2 separate regions of the Oryctolagus cuniculus genome follow, and region 1 is linked to region 2. Evidence: chromatin contacts called from public Hi-C data. All regions are on one chromosome and are shown on one strand. The core of a region is the stretch at or near the end of the contact, and the rest is flanking DNA. Distances in the headings are between cores, read along the strand shown. Region 1 has its middle 60 kb from the start of PERP. Region 2 holds the start of PERP (p53 apoptosis effector related to PMP22).

Region 1 (2,700 bases), core at 35-2,534, 60 kb before region 2:
TTTTGCAAAGCAGTGAGAGGACCTCAGGCAGCACTCAGCGGACTTGGAGGGCAGCTATGTCTAGGATGGAAGGTGTTGGTTTACCCTGGGACTCCGACTGGAAGAACCTTGAGCAAACCCCAGGCACAGGGTTTCCTACCATTCTGACTAACCTAGTTGTATGATTCAACGTGAATAAAATGAGGAATAAGTACATGGCATTTTCAAAGAAAGCCAGGTTTCAGTAGGAAACTGTGCTCCTGTGACATCACCATGGCCCACGCTGGCATGGGCTGCAGCCACTGGCTCTCGGACACATGTGATTTCAAAACCCCACTCTCCCTCCTCTTCACTGCATCTTTTCACCATGGCTTCCCCTTTTATTTCACTTACTCCTTGCCTGCCCATAAGGTTGGAGCCATATACCTTTGTTTTTAGTTTTTAGAATTTTAAAAAATTATTTATTAATCTACTTGAAAGGCAGAGCAATGGAGGATGAGAGAGATTTTCCATCTACTGATTCACTCCCCAAATGACAGCAACAGTTGGGGCTGGGCCAGACTGAAGCCAGGAGCCAGGAAGTCCACGTGGGTCTCCCACATGGGTAGAAGGACCTGAGTGCTTGGGCTGTCATCCACTGCCTTCCCAGGCACATTAGCACGGAACTAGATTGGAAGCAAGGGTGCTGGGATTTGAACCAGCACTCTGGTATGGCTACAGCACAACACTTGTTGTTGTATTCCTTGATTTTTAAAATACACCCAACGATAATGGTTTATGAGCTCCTTGTAAAGGAGCTGAGGTACTGAAAGAACTAGAACATCAGGACGATCAAGAAGGGTGGCTGTCAAGGATAGCTCTGGCCACAGACCGCTGAAGTGGAAAAGCACCTTACAAACAAAGGAAGAAACTCCCTTGAGCTTTCTGCATACCTGCACTTTCAAAGGACAATTCACAAGAAAATGGGATTTTTTAAGTGTGTCCTCAAAAGCAATACTCTAATACAAATACTAGCTTCCAGTCCTGATTCTAAAAAAACAAGGGAGTCATGAAAAATACTTAGAAAAGTACCCACTATTTTGGAAATGGGATATTGAGTTGGTGCTTACATGCAAAGGCCAATGAATATTCTAGAGAGATGCTGGTGAGCACAGAGCCCCAGAGTCACCCCCATTTAGCTTGCATTGAGCAGCAACCACGATGAACCTTGCCTAGAGAGAGCTCCTGGGAACAACCTTTCATTGCAGTTGGTTTTAGAAACTTCCAGATTGGCTGGCAGGGCTTCTGGGCTAGTTCAGTCAAGCTCAGAACACACCCAGGTGAGTCAAATCCAGCCTAGGCAGTGTTGTAACATGGGGAAGAGGGACCAACAGAACAGAAAAAGATGTACCCCCAATCATCCTGACTCTTAGCCCAAGGGTGGTGGACTCAACATCCATTTGGGAAAACACTGAAATTTCCAGTACAACCTGCCCTCCCTGAGTGTAGCTTGATACCCATCAAACGTACAGGAATAAACAGCTGCCTCTCCCTGCTTCTATCCCCTGCCATAGACCCGCCCTCACGTCATGAGTGAGCCTGGACTAGACAGTTCCTGGAATTACCCACTTGGTAAGGTGGAAGAAGTCCTGAGCAAGCAGCACAGAGCATCCTGGGCTGGGAAAAGCACTGGGAGTTGGGGTACCAGGAAAGCTGGGCTGATTATAGAGACTAGAAGAGAATGGTCACTGAGGCTGTATTAGGCAGCCTTACCCACCATGGAATCAGTAGGCCGCTGGAACTTCTGGATCTCAATGGAGCATGCTTTTACTACGCTGGCACCAGCTGGAGAGAGGTGGTTGTCACAGCTAGGAGGAGGCTTCTGGCATCTAATGTCTAGAGGTCAGGGATGCTGCTAAGCATCCTCCAACAGAGAGCAGCCCCCCCAATAAAGAATTACCTGGCCCATAGCATCATGAATGCCAAGGGTGAGGAACCCGGCTCAAGAATGTGTCCTCAGCCCTACGCTGAGCCGTAGGCTGGCCCTCAGGAGCTTTGCAGGGCCTTTGTTCTTGCTGAGAAGGGAAATTGTCATCATATAGTCAGTCCAGTCCTGGTGGAAACCTTTGGATTGGGCTTGCTATTTGCTAATTCAATGCTTGACAACAATTATACAGAAAACGAATACAAGAATTCCTGCAAGTCCCCTAGGAAAGAGTTGTGACAGTCTCACTGTTTCAAAGTCAAGGGAAAATGATGACAGCACAGGGCAGTGGGGTTTGGGAGGCAAGGCAGGGAGGTGTCTGCTTTATCAAGTGACGCATTCCCAAGTTCCTAGGACAATGCCTGATGAATGATAGGTGCCCAAAATTCAAAGAGTCTTCAAAATTTCATAGAAAATGCCTATTATAAAAAAACTGCATGAATTTCAAATTTGAGGATGCCAACATAAACTTTGAATCATTTTTGCACAAACTTTTTTATATTCCTCCATATATTATTTTCTGAATCACAGACTCAGAATCCTCCCCAGACCTCCCCTGGAGAAATAATAGCTAATAGTAACTGACATTTAGTGACGGTTTAGTAGATGTAGGAACTGCTCTACATGTTTGTATTGTCTAAATCGACTGAACTCACCCTCACAGCAGCCCTGTACTCTCAATATCCCCACTGTGCAGATGAGAAAAAACGAGGCAAAAAGAAGTTCCCTATGGAGTCAGTGCTAGAGTCAAGATTCAA
Region 2 (2,700 bases), core at 185-2,684:
TGACCGGCCTGACGAGGAAGGGGTTCATCCAGGGAACACCCCTACAACTCCACAAGCGATCAAACCCACCCCGCGGCTGGCACAGGGCCCCAGAGCCACAGGCAGAACAGGATTGAGAAGGAAGCCCCCCGCCACTTCGGGAAAGAAAATCCGACAGCAACTAGTGAACAAAGGGCGCCTGCTTTAATGCTGTTTACTCGGCCGGCGAAAGCCCCATAGGCATTGGGGATTTGCTGCTGCTTTTCCCCGCGGGGTCCATTTGCGTGGACACTCACACTGTACACCCGCTGACTCGGGCCCACCCCGGGCAGGGGCAGGAGCCCACGGCGGGGGACCGCCCCCTGCGCGGACACTGGGTCAAGCACCCAGGCCTGCTCCAGCCTGCAAGCCACCGCACTCCATCCGCAGGGACCCACGCTGGCCGCTCAGTGACTCTGCCCCACTTCGCTTTCCCAATCCGGTTAACAGAAACAGTTTCTAAAGGGCTGTGCTGAAGCCGCAGGGCGCTCCTCGGAGCAAGCGCTAACAGGAACTGGCCGGGTGCGGTGCGTGGAACGCCCAGGAGTCCACGGCAATCCCAGGTGCTGGAGCTTCGCCTGCAAGGGCTTTTGTTTTCCAATGGGAAATATTTCTTTGGGTAAGATCAAGTTACAAGGACCCACCGGCATCAGGCAGGGGACATGATTTTAATACTTGGATTTTAATACTAAGGAGAACCAAGGGAGAAGGAAGACAAGAAGATTCAACAGGTCTCCAAGAAAATATACTTTGTTCCTTAGGCGTACTCATCTAAGCCTTCCTAGTGGCTGAAACCCATAACTCCCAAGATTTGAATTAGGGCCATTTTCTTCGTAGTTGCGACTGTTTTGGGTCACCCAAAGTGGCTTTTGGTTCAGGTCGAAAGCAGGAGCCTTAAGTCTAAATAGACTTAAAAAAAAAAAAAAAGAAAAGAAAAAGAAAAAAAAAAGGAAAGAAAAGAAGAAAAGAAAAACGGTAGCCACTAGCCCGGACCGCATAAAACCTTTCCCGCGCAGGCCGCAGTCCCGAGGACTTCCCGGAGGCGGCGGCGGGAACTCACCGTACTCCATGAGGCTCTGGCATCCTTCCTCGTAGGACCCGCTGCCGCCGCCCTCGCCCAGGCATTTCCACCAGAGCGAGGACGTCTGGCCATGGTCGCTCGACTGCAGCCAGCCGCGGCCGGCCAGCGCTATGATGTCGAAGGCGATGGCGCTGAGCAGGAGCAGGGGCAGGATCCACCTGCAGCGTTCGCAGGCCAGGCCGCAGCGCAGCATCGTGGACGGTCGCGGCGCGGAGCGGAGCGGGGTAGTGCGCGGGCCACGGGCGGCGGCCGAGAGTGGCCCGCGAGCGCGGGGACCGCGACAAAAGGGAAGAGGAGGCCGCGGGGAGGCGGCGCACGGGGCGCGGCGCGCGGCCACACCTCGAGGCCGGTGACTCAGAGCGCGCCCGCCCGGACCTGCCCGGCCGGCCCCCGGCTCGGGTTACACCCGGCGGCCGGCTTAACCCTGCCGGGGGCGGCTTGCCAGTGGCGGGCCCGGGGACCCTGCCCCAGGCGCCGCGGGGCTTCGGCTGCGTGCCGCGGGACACCTGCGCGGTCGTGTGTGCGTTTCACGCGCGTGGAGGCGGCTGTCCCAGCGGCGAGGGTGCACGCAGGCTGCGGGCCGCTGGACCTGGAGCCCCGCGGGCCGGCGGAGGCGTGCGCTCCCTGCCGGGCCCCGCCTTGGCACTCTGGACCCTGGCTCCAGGGTGACGGGCCTGTCTTGACGCCATGTTTATTGCTGTGTGTGTCCCCGGTGTCTAGTTCCGAGCCTGGGCCAGAGAGGAGGTTCAGCGACTTGGGTGAACGGACAGATTTCCCTCGCCGGAGCCCCGCAGGTGGCCTCCCCCCGCCCTCCCCCCCCCCCCATTGCTCCCTGTCCCTGCTCAGACCCCCTTTCAGCCGCTCTCCATTGGCTCCTTTGGCTTCTCTAGATAAAACCCCTAGGTCAGCAAGCCCGCCTGTCGGATACCCCCGTAGCTTCCTCCGTCCCGCAGGTGTGGCCGAGCGGGTGGGGCGGCAGCCGGGAGTGGCCCAGCCGCAGCAGCAGAACGAGTTCTCGGCGGCGGGCGCCACAGTGGCCTCAGCCTAGTCGTGGAGACGTCCCAGGAGCGTCCCTTCTTACCCTGGATCTCTGGAGAGCGCTGCTGGATGCCTTGGGTCTTCCTCCGGCTTGGTGTAAAAGAAGCGGGAAGTTTAAGCAAGTCCGAACTTTAGTCCTCTGCCTTTCCATTTCGCCTTCTCCAGGGAAACTGGGCCATTTTGTCCTGGGTGGGTCTCCGACAATTTTGAGAACAAATAAAGGTACCCAGAAAGGGGCTGAAGCCATTTGAAGTCTTTTTCCGTAGCCCCCCTTGTGTGTCAATCAAGTTGCACATAAATCAAGTTCCCGTATTTTCATTAGCGGTAAATAATTCGTTGCATAGACTGGCAGGAAGCTGTGTTCTGAGAAAAGTGAGGCCCATACGGTGTAGACTTGTGAGGGTAAATGTAATGTTTGTGTTCTCAGGGCTTTCAAAAGCAATGCAAATGTTTGCGTAATTAGCTATGATTTATCTGTGAGGGAAAAAATGACCTTTCAAATCAAAGTTCTCATAAGCAAAATGGTTTTGGAAACAAACGAGAGAGGCACAAGTATCTTAATG

What was found. Hi-C and Micro-C count contacts between places; a contact is called where the count stands out from the background.
Region 1: a Hi-C map of liver shows a contact between it and region 2, with 10 times the contacts expected there. The contact joins the enhancer-like site here to the promoter of PERP in region 2. A contact is called at or near these places in 2 of 6 Hi-C or Micro-C datasets (ear pinna and liver).

What each region holds. Positions count from the first base shown.
Region 1 is chr5:30,822,960-30,825,659 of mOryCun1.1, reverse strand. No RefSeq gene overlaps it. Among named protein-coding and RNA genes, the nearest start is that of PERP, 60 kb to the right of the region's middle. Within about 2 kb of position 1,284, at least 3 of the 8 cell types and tissues checked have an H3K27ac peak or open chromatin away from gene starts, as enhancers often do. A contact at or near this core is called in ear pinna, where this site is marked.
Region 2 is chr5:30,763,321-30,766,020 of mOryCun1.1, reverse strand. PERP (p53 apoptosis effector related to PMP22) reads right to left here and starts at 1,434. Exons shown (of 3, transcript XM_002714845.5): 1 at 1,079-1,434. The coding sequence starts at 1,292.